Linked DNA regions of Gossypium hirsutum: region 2 is linked to region 1. Evidence: chromatin contacts called from public Hi-C data. All regions are on one chromosome and are shown on one strand. Each heading gives the region's core, a stretch centred on a gene start, on an enhancer-like site or on the middle of the called end of the contact. The rest is flanking DNA. Distances are from core to core; before and after follow the strand shown.

What was found. A called contact is a pair of places that touch in the nucleus more often than the background predicts.
Region 2: a Hi-C map of leaf shows a contact between it and region 1, with 1.8 times the contacts expected there. The contact joins the enhancer-like site here to the promoter of LOC107904342 in region 1. A contact is called at or near these places in 3 of 34 Hi-C or Micro-C datasets (hypocotyl and leaf).

What each region holds. Positions count from the first base shown.
Region 1 is chrA05:36,271,164-36,278,772 of Gossypium_hirsutum_v2.1, forward strand. It overlaps LOC107904342 (protein PIN-LIKES 3), which reads right to left and starts at 3,414. Exons shown (of 11, transcript XM_016830680.2): 1 at 3,212-3,414.
Region 2 is chrA05:36,320,605-36,328,213 of Gossypium_hirsutum_v2.1, forward strand. It overlaps LOC107904183 (protein PIN-LIKES 3), which reads right to left and starts at 7,552. Exons shown (of 12, transcript XM_016830466.2): 1 at 7,063-7,552; 2 at 6,787-6,827; 3 at 6,476-6,642; 4 at 5,907-5,986; 5 at 5,689-5,813; 6 at 5,403-5,524; 7 at 5,101-5,307; 8 at 4,808-4,900; 9 at 4,623-4,723; 10 at 4,477-4,529; 11 at 4,166-4,351; 12 at 3,688-3,946. The coding sequence starts at 6,610. The coding sequence ends at 3,807. Within about 2 kb of position 3,212, at least 3 of the 9 cell types and tissues checked have an H3K27ac peak or open chromatin away from gene starts, as enhancers often do. A contact at or near this core is called in hypocotyl and leaf, where this site is marked.

The DNA.
Region 1 (7,609 bases), core at 2,164-4,663:
AAATATAATTCATGAGATAATTTTAGCTTTTAAATGAGAGTTTAAAGCTTATCAAAACACTGTTAGACGATCACTTAAAGAGGCTCATAAATAGGCAGTAGTGTAGCATCTCTACTAATGAGTTTTGAAGTGTCTTTGTCGAGTTCTTTGTTCTGTTTTTCTTGTTGTTATGTTGGACATTCTTTTAGGTGTTGTTTGAATATTTTTATTGAATGTAAAGTAAGGATTTTTTGGAGAGTGATTTATAACAATTTGGGTTTGACTTTGGGGTTGCAATTATAAATTATGAGAAGGTAGATTGAGCTTAAGCCAATAGTTGTATTGAATAAATTGTTGAGTGAAAATCATTATCTTAACAATGCTCCACAAATGTAGGATTGATGATTATTAATTAGATTCTTAAAAATATTGAAATTAATTGTTTTAAAATATATATATTAAAGTTTAAGCACTAACTTTAAATATATAAATGAATATTTGATTTGAATATCGAAAAATTTAATTGTTATGAATAACTCAAATTTTAGTAATGAGATCAAATATCTAAACTATTTGAATTCAAAACATAACTAATTTGGATAAGTGATATCCTTTTGCTCATATATATATGTTAAGTATGGATTGTTTTAAGCATGGATTTTTTTTCTGAAAACACTTATTTTAACTTATCATGTTGAAATAATTTTTTTCTATATAAATAATATTTTTAAAAAAATTCATGTTAGCATTTTAAACTAGAATAGTTAATTATCTTGACTATTGAATTAACTAGTGATATTCTAAAAGTTGAAAAATTGAAGTATGTGAAATTAAAGTATAAAGAATATAGTAAAGAGATGGAAATTGAAATTTCACTAAATGAAGAAGGGATATTTGCTTCTTTAGAAATTACGGTATCTTAGGTTGATGTCCCACCCCCAATAGGCTGATGATGTCATCGTCTTTTGGGAGGCAGATGAAGGTCAAATTGTAAATATGAAGAGAATCTTGAAGTGCTTTCATGTAGTCCTCAAATTGGGCTTCGATCATTTATTGCTCAACCGATCAATTTCTGGGTCTTTCACTTGGCTTAAAAATATGTCCATAGCAATGTGAGATCCAATCCTTGAGAAATAAGAAAAAAAAGGTTGGCATCGTAGAAGGCCTCGGTGCAGTCTTACGGTGGTAGATTAACTTTGTTAAACTCCACTTTAGCCAATCTACCACTACTCAAGGCGCCTATTGTAGTGTGCAATAAGGTGTTGTTTTTTCTTGTCTGGGTCTTCACTTTATGACTTTTGCATATGGTCAATAAGGTGTGATTTTTGGAACCTAGCTGTTCAAAATGATCTTCCTGCTGTGTGTCGACAGCTTTGCCTGCAGGAATCCTGGACCTGCGGCTGTTGAAAGTCTACTTGACAATGCACAAGGTGTGATGCTTTCCTCTTTATCCAAGTCTACTTGGACTGGCTAATGCTAATCTTACAATACTGGAGGAGAGAGAAGGGGATGATAGGATTTAAATGTGTCATTTAGATGTCAGACAATAGCTTTAACCAATGTTTCAAATAATTCTTGGCTAATGGTGACCTGGGTTATGATAGCTTTTTTGATTTTATCACCTAACCTGATTGTTGGTATGGTTGGGCTGTTCTTATGGGTGGTGTTGATGTTTTTGTTGGTTTGCAGTCTAGTCGTATGGCTTTGATCCGTAACTGTAGCTGATGGTTCTGCCATCTTGTCTACTGCTTGATAATGATTCAATAACTGAAGAGTTTATAATGCTTTAATAATGATAACTTTTTTATGATAAAAATAAATGATATTGTGCTTATTTATTATTTTGAATAATATTGTTTGTATTAATTATATGACATAAAATTATATACTATATTGAATTCGGAAAAAAAATATTTAAATTAATATTTAAATTGTTAAATAAATTAATATATTTTAATTATATTTCATAATTTAAATAAAAAATATTATTTAAAGTAATTATTTTAAAAATTAATTAAATAAAAATACGTAGAAACAGCTAGAATTTATATATCAACGGATATAGTGGCGGCAAACGCAGATGGGATGCACTAAGAATCACGGTTTATTAAGATTATGCTATTCTTATTCGCAAAGTAGTTGATGTTTTCGAATCATTTATTTTTTATTTTGGGTGTTTAATCGGATGACAATAGAGGAAAGTGGAGGATGTTGTTGAATTCACAACCGTTCCACAATTAGTATGTTTGCTACACCACATGCTTCACTCTACTATATAAGTATATAATTTTAAAAATTATTTTCACTTTTATAAATATTAGATGCATTTATCCCTGCTCCACCTTATCTTATCTTGCTCCAATTTAATTTAATTTTGCTACATATCTTTAATACTTTAAAGTCAAATAAATATTTAAACATAAAATATATGAATTTTTATAATGCATTTTTATCCTTTTAATAGTTTTATATTTATAAGGATAAAATGATAATTTAATAAATTGAAGTGCGGTAGGGGAAGTCATTACTATAATCGTTCTATACCCATTGTCCAGAAGAAAAAAATCCACCCATCCCACTCCACACACACTTTTCAAAAAAAAAAAATTTACTCCATTCGAAATATATCATATCAAAATTCCATTGGACAGTTTAAATTTTACAATCTCTAGTTTAATCAAATCAATAATGTTGAATTAAGATATAAATTATAGTATTGATGAGCATATTATTTTTTAATATATTATTTTGAATTTATTGATATTTTCAAAATATTGTTGATATTTATTTATATCTTAACTTTAAGTTAATAAAAATATATGTTGTATGCATAAGTAAATATATTTTAGTCACGTATGTATAAATATGTTAAATATAAATATTAAAGTTATTAATAAGGTTCAATAACTTTGCCTAAGCAAATATATTTCGATAGAAATATTATATTATTCATGATATATATGATTATATTGATAAATTTATTATGAGAGAGACTCTATCCTACATATTGGATTCATAAATTTATTAATTAGAATTACAAATCTAAAGAAAAAAGAGAGTAGAATGAAAGAACACCTATCTTAATTAAATGCACATACATAGCTTTGGTAGGGCAAATATATTCCAATAAAAATATTATATTAAATATAATTATATTGATAAATTTATAAATCTAAAGAAGAAAGGAGTAGATTGAAATAACATCTATCTTTAATTAAATGCACATACATACCTTTGGTAAAGTTGTGAAGCCAAGAATTCCAGAGACCTTTGATCATATAGCAATGCGTTTGGAGGCAGGGTTAGAATATATAGGAAACCAAAGCACAATTTCTCATGCATTTCAAATACCAACAACTTATTCCATTAGCTAAAACAGCAGAAAGTTGAGCATTTATAGATACTTGCTTAAAACTGTAAAATAAAATGGATGGTTTGTGTAATCTGTCATACTATAATCATGTCTACGATATTTCATATAATGTTAATAATTTACATTTAATATATACTTTTTTTTATGGAATTCAAGAAAAAATATTCTAGTAACTTTAGTTATATTTTATATGGATTACTTTAATAAGTGCCATGTCACATTCACTAGCATTATAAAATCATATTATACTCAACTTGAATTTCTAAAACAGTAATTTAATAGAAATATTTCACTATGCAACGCATTAATTTCTTTTATATAATCATATTTAATTATAAAATATATCAATATATTATTTGGTAAATTCTAACTTATATATATATATTTATAAAAGTGAATTTTAACATAAAAGTAAAGTAAAATGATGAATTTAAATCTAGAATATCAAAAACTTTCACAAACCCCATCATCATGATCACTAATCCAAAATTTTAATGGTCACTTAGTGGAAGTACAACGAAGCTCAATGTCACCCGTTTTGCTTTTCTGGTTTCAAAAGGAAAAGGACAAATAAGAGAGTTTTAGTTTGACTTCGATTACTTAATGAATCTTGTAATATTTGATAGTATTATGGGGCTTTGAGATTGTAGTGTCTATGTTGAACATGTGTAATCTTTATCAGTTTTATTTGAGTTTTACCATCAAACTTGTGATTCCATAGGAAAGCTAATACAAATTAAGAAAGAAGAAGGCAAAGTTTAGAAAACAAGTATATTCATCCATGCTTCACCTACTGTTGTTATATAATAACTACTTATATCAGGAAATCAAATGTAAACTAATTAATCTTTTCCTGCCAATCTTCGTGAATCTGACTAATTCTAACAAATACTAGCAATTTTCCTTCAAACAATAAATCCCTCTCAAACCAAGCTTGACCTCAAGGCTTAAAATCTTTGAAAGCTTTTTTGCAACTCAAACAAGTACTCCCAAGTGGCATTATCTCGGAAGGAATTATTCCAAGGACTTGGGTTGTTCATCAATTTTCGGCCTGAAATCTAGTAAAACTAAATTTTTATTTGTAGATAGTAGTGAATAGAGTCAAATTAACGAAGATTGATGATAATTTTATTTTTTAAATAAAGATAAACACAATAAAAATGACGGGGATATTTAAAAAATTTTATTTAAAACTTAGTAAGAAAGCAACAATTAAAAGTTGATGAAAAATCAATATGACGAAGTTCTCGCCAAAAAGTAAAATCTCTGTTTTGATCCAAAAGTTTGATCATCAATGTAAAGATAATTTTTAGTGTTGCAGCCGTATTAGCACCTAGCAATCAATTTCTTCTTACCTCGTTGATAATTAAGAGGTAGCTTGTTGAAATTATCTCTTATCAATAAACAACCCTATAACTTAGCGCTAATGATTTAGCTTACCGATAGTATTAATAACTTGAAAGACCTAATTCTAACCAACAAACACACGAGGTTTATTTAAGATAGATCGCATGTCCACACAACATAAATTGCATACGTCAACATACACAATCATGCTATTTGCCACAAGTATTTGAATCAATTAAACAATCATGGGATTTAACATTTCTAATTGACAAGGCAAATATTTTAAGTTATCAAATATGAGCTCTATATTCAACAAACCTAAATATTTGTAATTAAAATAAAAAACATGCAAATACCAAATAACAAAGAAAAGATTAAGAACAAATAGATCTCACAAACTATTTGAATCAAACTTTGAAGTTCCTCGTGACTAGAAAAATAGTTTAACAATCTACAAAATAAAGTAAACACAAAAAAGTAATACTAAGAGCGGCTGTCCCCTAGGTATTAACCTAATATTGTCTATTTATAAGGTAAAACTCACATATTGGAGAAAATAAAAAAAGTGCAATGAATTAAATAAAAAAAAATTTGGTAGATTTTTGCGTCAAACTTCTAGGTCATTTTTAGACACCTTCTTGACTTTTTTTGGGCTTGACTCATAAAGCTACTTTAGATAGATCTTTCAATTACCTTCAAAATGGTATATTATGGGCCTAAAATAAAGTTTTGTAGCTCAAGTTATGACCAAAATATTAAAACAATATTTGATACGATCTCGAGTTGCGGCAAGTGTTCGAGTCGTAGTTGTGCCCGATCGTTAAGATGGAGAAGTATCGCTTTTGTTGGAGTTGATGGATATTCGGCTAAGTTTATATGCAAAAACAAAAGGTTCAATGGCTTAGGAATAAGGGTATTAGTTTGGCTGGGGAATAGAAACAAATAAAATCAGGTGATGAATAAATGGATAAATGAACTTAAGGCCAAGAATAAACCAATACTATGAAGAGTATTGACCCGACACTTATACGATACTTAAGGTGATGGAATCTATTAAAATAACCTTGACCCACTATCTATATCGAGATAAGAACCAGAGGTATGTTGGATGAACGCCACACTCGGTTTAAGAGTGATAAGTTCAAAGAAATAAGAATGACACCACTAGTAAGCTAGATAAGCCAAGTTCAGTCTTAAATGAAATTTGAGAGTTGAATTAAACTCACAAAGTTATAAAAATTCATTCAAGTATCAAAAGTCCCTATTACAACTTAGGAGCCTCATATTTATAGGCTCAAATACTAGGCTGGTCGAATAGTCAAATAGGCAGATTGTGTGTAGCTTAAATGAGCTGAATATTCCATGAAGTTTCCAAGCAAGTTCCTTGAAGCTTCTCCAACATTGGTGACGCCAATGGACAAGTCCTTTCCTGATTCCAATCAACTGGAATTAAATAAAAATTAATTGAGGAGCTGAATGGAGCTGATTGGACTAGCTAGGTTCGGCCAAGGGGTGTGAAAGGCTTTAATTGAGCTGTTTTAATCAGTTGAATGGTCTTGAAGATTTTAATGGTATCTTGAGTACTCCAATGGCCATTAGGTATGAAAGCTGAATGTGATCAGCCCCTTGTGTGTGAATGCACAAAGCCAAACAACCATGACATGTGAAAAGAACCTCCAGCAATGTGAAAACAATTAAGCATTTAGATGGTCAGCTTGGGAAGAGAAATCAGCAGCTCTTTTTGCCCTTGGCATACACGAAGAGGTGCTTGGAAGAGCTGAACCATCAGCACACCATATTCATGTCGTCCAATGTATGTAGTTGCACCAATTTAATTCAGCAAATTAATTAGTCTTAAGACATATTAAATTTAGTAGCAGCTGGGACACATTAAAAACAATTATAAAATTTAGCTGGACAAATTAAATTGTAACATGAAATAAATTCATCCTAAACTTAGACACAATAAAATAGCTAATAAATAAGTATTAAACTAGGACACATTTAAAACATAATTAAAAAGTCCAGATTTTTGACACATTAAAACGTAACTTAACTATTTGAGCTGAACTAACTAAATTAACTAAAACATTTAATTTATTCCAGCAACTAAAGAAATGCACAAATTAAACCGATCTAGAATTGAGCTCATGGAGCTAAGTTTGAGCTTAGTTCATCTTGCAAAAGATTGCAAACCACACTTGGTGAGCTGGTCCAAGAGCGTTCTCGGGGCGTGGCCGTATCAGTATTTTGTTGAAAGTCTAACCCGCAAAAACTTGCCAAAAGTAAACTTTAAGTTTACTTTTCTCTAATTATTCACCTAAACTGATAATAAATAAAATATAAGTCTAAATAATATAATTAATAACTTAAATAACATGATTAAATAAGAGAAATATCTCAAATAATTAGGAATTTACGCTCTTATCATTTAACCATCATCCTATCTAATCATCTTAAATGGTTTCAACCCATGCATGGAGCTAAGAATAGGAAATTGAGATCCAAAGCCATGAGCCATAATCATTCATTTCAGTTGAGAAACATGAAAGACTAGATGTGAGTGATATCTAACAGATAACTAGTTTACAAGAAACAACTCTTACCTTACCAATAACCTTGTAGGGTTCAAAATACTTAAAAGACAACTCTTGGTACCGCTTGTTTAGAAAAGAATTTTACCTATAAAGCTATACTTCAAGTAAATGATATCATCACTTTGAAATGATTTTTGAGACTTGTGTTTGTCAGCTTGACTTTTGTCCTTTTTTAAGCCTTCTCCAGATGATATTTCAATAGTTGCAACATGTCATTCTAACTCTCCACTGTACATTAACTTGGTTTACTTGAGAACCACTAGAACTATAGGGCATATGTAATGGAGGTGCATATGTTAGTGAGGGCCATTTA
Region 2 (7,609 bases), core at 1,962-4,461, 49 kb after region 1:
AATTTTTTAAAGGAAAGTAGGATCCACCTCCAATCCAAACATATAGGCTTAACTTTTCTATTATATGTCTGTTGTGCTATACATCTCCCCTTTTCAAACTCCTCTTTTTCTAATTTATTCATTTCTTTTTTTCATAATCAATACAAAATTTATGTTATAATTCAAATCATTTTATTACTTTTATAATAATATTTTTAATTCTTATATAAATAAATATAAAAAAGTAATCCATATTTTATATTTTAAAAATATTATATTACAAATAATTTATAAAATACTAAACTAATTTGTACTTAATATAATAGTTTGTCTTTTCTTTTCTTATTTACTTTTTTGGTAAATTTATTTCTTTTAACTACAAACAAATACGTTAAATTTTAATGGCTCATAAAAGTACTTAAAATCTATTTTTCTTCTTCTTCTTCTTCTTCTTATTATTATTATGGTGTTACCTATTTATACATAAATATAAAAAATGATAACATTTTACATTAATTAGTATAACATTTATTTGCAATAATTTCCTTATTAAAAATAAGATTATATATTTGCTTAATTAAGTAAGGTAAACAAGCTTTTATATTCCATAAATAATTTATGCTTTATAGAATTATTTTATTCGTACATTATTAAAAAATAAAAAAGAAATTTAATAAAATGAATATACTGTAATAAATTATTTACTAAAAAAATTTAAATTAGTATAAAATAATTATTTATGTATTTATTTATATCAAGTAAAAATGAAATAATTTTTTTATAAAATTAATACAAATAAATAAATTTTAAAATTAGTTTAGTTATAATATAAATTATTACTTCTACTCGTATTTATTTATCCATCACCCAAATGTGTTAATTGAAATAAATTCACTCAAGCAACATAGCTCATCCAATTTTGGTTAGGATACTCAACGCAAAATTTGCTACGCGTTTCCAGTAATCTACTTCTAACTTGCGACATTGGAAACAATTCCCAATCTCTAGTGTCAAAAACATGGCAACTCCTCTTCTTTAGTTGATTTAAGAAGGTCGAATATGATTCCCAATTATATACTATCTTTGGAAAATCTTTTCTCAACTCTCATATCTTTGGACATACCTGCATGATTGTATAACTTGTAGGCTCCATCTCGTCTAAGTTTTGATCCAATCTATGTGTTAAATAAAAAAATATTTTTATTTTGAATAATTTTTATCTATATTAGTCAAGTCGTGATATATATAATTCAGACCAAATCTGAACTTGTACAATTAAACATTTCAATTACAACTTTAAATTAAAAATTTTATCAATTAAGTCAAACTTATTATAATCTCAAGTTTAACTCACATTCTTCAATCACTAGGCATAAAATTACTCAATTAAGAGTAATTCACATCTAGTGTTCAAGAGTAGGATTTAACAATCCATTATGACAACTTAAGTTATTGTGAAGTCAAGGTGACATCAATTAAACATTTCAAGGCAATATGATTTTTGTTCCAAAATATCCCAAATTGTTGCATAAGGTTTAGTGTAGTGACAATTATGCGATAACTCATATTGGACCTTGCAACTCATGGTAACTCTTGGACTTGGAGAAATAATCTCTCTCAATTCACAATGCTTTTGGCTAAAGTCTTGAACAATCAACTTTAGTAAACATAAATTAAGAATATCTTTAATCACTTAGGGCTAGCTAGCATTACTTTTGAGAATTGTTTTTTAAAAAATACTTTAGAAAAGTGATTTTCAAAAATATTTTTGAAAAGTTTGGTTTAAGATTTAATGTTTAGTATTATTGTCAAAAAATACTTTTGAGAAATAAAATATCAATTTTAGACATGGTGTTATAAAGTAACAAATAAGCATTTAAATAATGTTTAAATTAGTTAATATTATGATCTCAATAAGAATATAGAAAATAATTTATTATAATTTGTTAATATTTTAATATATGAAAAATAAATTTAAAATATTTTTTAAGCAATTAACCAAAGAAGGAAATATCATTTGTTGGAGGGGTGAAAACATTATTAAGCTATCTAAAGTGCTTTTGGGAGAGAAAAGCTAAAAAATTTTAACTTCTCCATTCGGGGAAAAGTTCTTTTGAAAAATAAAAAATCTCATTCAAAAGTTGCTTGTTGAGCATTCCTTTTGTTAAAAAGTACTGTTAAAAAGTACTGCTAAACACAATCTTAGAGTGATAGATTCTCTTTGGATTGCTCATCCTCCATATGATATGTGTTATGCTTAAAACATCATACCTTAAGCATTTATCTAACAGTGACTCATTTTATGATGAATCAAAGCATAATATTTTTAATAGAAGATAATATGGCATCACAAGTTATAGGAATAATTTACACGACAATCACAAAAAAACATGTTCTAAGACACTTAAAATAGTATCAAGTAAAATTCTCACTAAATTTTATAGACTTATTTTCAAAACAAAAACTCATTGTTATCCTCATAATTCAGCCTATGAAATTCCTTTGCAAACTCTTATTTATTCCATGAGTTCTGTCCTATTAGTAAACAACTTGGTAGTTATTCATAGTAACATCAAAGAAAACCTTTACAATTTGCGGTTTTTTTGCTTTATTATCTGATAAGTCACATGTGCTATCCCTTCATCTTTGGGGCATATATTCTTTGATGGCAGGCAGGGTTAAGGGTTGCTATAAGGTTGAAAAAAAAATCGACCAAAATGAAAATTGACCCGAATTAAGGTAATTGGACGATTTATAGAATGTAAGTTTAAAAATTATGGTTACTCAAAATTAAATTAATTTTATTTTGTATTTAATATATAATTAATTTTAATTATTTTATAATATAAAAATAAATATTTGTATTTAAAATGATTTAAAATTTCTTGAAAAATTATTACTTTTTAGAAATATTTGATGAAAAAAACTTTGAAGTTTTGCCAAATATTACTCAAAAATTATAAAATAAAATTTATTTTATCAATATGAAAAAAATAAAAATTGAATCAAATCGAACCGAATTATGATGTACATTTAAAAAATCTGAAAAAGCCTATTAAACCGAACCAATATAACCTTAGGCTGCTAACATTAGCAGTGCATGGGTGGTTAAGTGGGGAAGGGGTCGCCTGCTAGGGCCGGTAAATGTCGAAGGGGGCTTAGGGCGATGCAAGTGGGCTGGGCTTGGTGGCCTAGGCTAGTGTTAGGCTGAGGAGGTTGCTAATGTGCTAGGCTAGGGCCTGGATAAGTTGCTGTAGGTGGTGGCCATGGTGCACTGCAGTGGCAGTGATTACAGGAGTTGTGGGCAAGTGGGCTCAATCTGCTGATATTGGTGGCCTGTTAGGCAGATATTCGTGTTTAAACTCGTGTTTAAACTTTTAGGCCCAACAATACAAAAAAAAAGTAAAATAAATTGAAAATAAAATTAAAGCTAAGATCGAAAGTAGAAGACAAAGCCACCAAATAGACTTTAAATTTTAAAATTAAAAATAAAATAAGTCAAATATGGGAATCAATTCAAATCCAAATTCAATATAAAATCTAAAATTGAGTTTATCTGGAAAAAAATTTGGTTATTATACATTTTTTAGGTAAAGAAAATTATTTTTTGAAAGGTAATTTGGAAAATGAAAATCCATTAAAAAAAATAAGTTAGAATAGTAAGAATGCAATGGTAATTCTTTTAGGAATTTGGTAAAAAGATAAAAATAACTTTCAAATCATCATGCTATTATTTAAGTTAATTTTGATTTTGATATAAGCTTAGATAACAATGTCGATAATTAAAAATTGGAATGCAAGCAACAGTTAACTTGCATTATATAGTCTTATTTGGTAGAGGAATTAGAGACAAGAGACATGTACAGTGTTGACCAAAGCGTTAGAGAGATGGAAGCTACAGAATATGACCATAACAAAATCACAGATGTTTCACCTTGTCCACTTTTAAATAGTTGTGTCATTGTACCTGCATATTTACTTCATTACATTAGACCATCAACCATATTAACTATCATAATTCTCAAACCGTATATGTAGCACTTGCTTTCAAATGAATTCAATATTGGATCAAAACATGTTGGGTATGGGTTCAGATCGACAGATTTAGATATGAATATGGAGATATGTTTGGGTAAAATAGAAAATATATATATATTATGAAGATTGTATTAGGTGGTAATCTTACCGACATTGATTGCAGGGGGAACAGCATATTGAAACATTAGAACAAATCGATATAAAGCATCTGATCCAACCACCCCCAAATGGTGTGCAGCTTGAACAACACCGATCCCCAACAATGGCAAGCAAATGTTCCGAACTGCAACTACCCCTAAAATCACCACCAAACTCATTTCTGATCTTTTTAGACCTGCCAAAAACCAATACCATCTCTTCATTAAGATTTTAATTCAAGCAAGGTAAGACAGATCTACTCTTTGTCATGAAATCCAACATTATTAAACTTTTCAAAACAAGTTAAAACATTGAAACAACCTTTTAAAAGGTTTGCCCCCATTATCAAGGTCATTGATGGAATGGCTGCCTGCCTGTAAATCAAATGGAATTGCAAATCCTTTTTAGTTTAAGACATCTCAAGTTCCCTGCATTAGAATCCGGAAGAGTTATGGACTAGAACATGCCCTATCAAAGCTGCTGAACTATTGATTACTCGAAGAGGTGCATTGTCTGCTATTAGTACTTTCCGGAACGGAGAGACTATCCCGATGATTAACCCGGCTATCTGAAGAGAGAATATGATAATGATTGGTAAGAAAGATATGCAAAGAGCCTGGTGCAGATGTTGTTAACCGATGTAACTACATACCGATGCAATAGTCGATGGTACGAACACCTTCTCTAAGTCGATCTTACTCGTAATGCACTTTATACACCGAACAATCTTCTCTTTGAATGACATCTACTCGAAAAGTATACCATTTTCATGATTTGAGGGATAAATGCATCAGCTATCAGTATGATATGGTAAGAAAATAAATAAATTGAATACACTTCTTAAGGCTCAATGGCTTTACAGAAACCTATTTCGCAACCGCTAGCTGAGCCTCATGACAAATTGAGCTGGATATTAGTTAATTTCAAAATAGAAATAGAGTAAACCTTTTTTCCGTCCTGCATATTAGTTAGAGGCAGTTCGAGTACCACCGAGTTGTCTTCAGAAATTTGGCTATAACTAGGTGATAGTAGCGGTTCCGTGCAACTGTCGGGAGATGGTTCGGAGGACTGGATAGAGCTGTGCTCCGTATTCTTAATAACATAAGAGCTCACCAAAGGATACGCATATGCCCAAGTAAAAATGGCTCCTACCTACAAATGGAAAGGTTTCATAACAGAAAAAGAAGATTCGAGATCGCTAGAATGCACGACTCAAAAATGGAAAAGATTCGAATCCGAGATCATACTGCCATGGATAGTGAAGCATATGCCTCGGCATCGGTAGAGCAAGTAGATAACTTTGAAAATGGACTATTTGACTCATCGCATATGTCTGGAAAAACAATGAGAAGCAAGTTTCCCAAGTTTCCTGCACATACAACATACATGACTGTGCCCCATTACAAATTATTGTCCACTTCGGAGGGTGAATATCGTCTTCACTGTTTTTCTGTCGAGAAAACTGTGTCTTACGAAGTGACCCTTGTTTTTTGTAGCCACAGTCTAATCATTGGTTTCGAAAGAAAAACGAACCTGTGGAACAACAACCGATGACGATTCCTTGAAGGTGTCTAGGAGTTTTAGTTAGTTTTGCAAGAATCCAACCAAGAGCTGAGCCAACGAGAAATGTTAGAAGAACATTGACTGGCATGAACCATCTTGAAAGAAACAAGAAACAGATTGAGAAAATTAGCTTCAAGTAGAGAAAAAAAAAACCCAACAAATCATCTGAATGGAATTGGATTTATTACAAGGTAACCAAACTTTTGTAAGTGATCGTCTCGGCCAAGTTGCTGAGTAAGAGGCAAGGACTTAATACATAGAATACAATCTGTACATCAGCAAAGAAAAAATGTAGTTGTAAAACATTATTTTAACTCTTAATATAATACATTAATTTTAATTTGGTATAATTATACATAAAAAAATTAATTTTAATTTGATTTGATACATGAAATTTTAATTTTGATCCAATTACATATCTTTAGAAAAACAAATAAATTCAATTACTTCATATTTGATAAATATAATTTTTATGTATACATCAAGTAAATGTAAAATTATTGATAATAATATCAGTAATTTATGAAAAATGAATCAAAATTAAAATTTTACATATACAATTATATCTAATAAGAGTTAATCCAATAAAAAAAACCATTGAAATACAAGAATTTAAGACTTATAGTGAAGGTAAATTTGGACATGAGTATAGAGGGAAAAGACCCATAATCAACACTCAGCCCGGAATTCGGGTAATATAGGTTTTAACGTAAATGTTTTTCCAAGTTTATGGGAGTAATAAAATGGATTTACTTACTTTATTCAAGTAGTCTCTTGCCTCCGGCCCCAACAGGTTGATCTTTTCTATGCCAAGAAACAAACCAACACCAGTTACCAGTAACACTTTTAGAATTGGCACCAATGCCACAACTAACAGATCCAAGAATCCCATTGCGAACTCAAAACTTGTTATAATAAGATTGCCTGAGCCAAAAATAAATAAGATAAAATGAAGCAATCTATTAAGATGGAACAAGCACTTGATTTTTCCCAGAAATAGTATAAGAGTATATGTTCAATTATGACTAATAAAAATAGTCAAAAGAGCAAGTTGACATTAAGACAAACCTTTTAAAAGTCTAGAACTTGCTTCTTTCAAACTATCCCACCTACAAAATGATCAAATGGGATGATGCATACGGAGAAAAATTAACCAAAACAATTTCACAATTCCTATATGTGTATGTATGGAAACTCACTTGAAAAACAGGAAAGGGTAAGCAAATTAAAAAAAATGTATTTTCTTACGTAAATATTATAAACTTTAACTTAAAGAAAGAAAACACTATTATAAGCAATGGAAATTTCATTAAAGAAATGGCAGGGAAGATGAGTATAGAATACCTGTTGGCAACTTTCTAGAAAAATCTGAAGATGAATTTTCTAGGATCTGGGTTTTGCTGTATTAGTTGATTGAAGAAATACCAATAAATGGAAAAAAAAAAAGTATCACAGTCGAGGACGCAATCGAGGATGTAAATTTGATTATTGACTAATGGTTCAATTCTAGCTTCAAGTGAGAAGAACAAATGAAAAACGCAAGTCTACATTTATTTTGTATAAGTCATTTTCTCTTGCATCTTTATGATTCTGATGCAGTAGGTTCATGAAAAATACGTCAAAAATACAAAAAAAAAGTAGAAAGGATTGAAACACCATTAAAATACGGATGAACATGCCCAACACAAGATGTTGTTTTTCATTTTCCCTCCGATATGAAATCCAATAACAGGTTTTTTCAACATTCAAGTCATTTTAGAAAATCATAAAGCTATTTGCGTCTCAATATTGAATAGGAACATGTACGGGTTTATAATTCTATCGAATAATATTATAAAAAAATAAAAAAAATTGTTTTGCTGTATTTTATGATACCCATGTCCCAAGATTT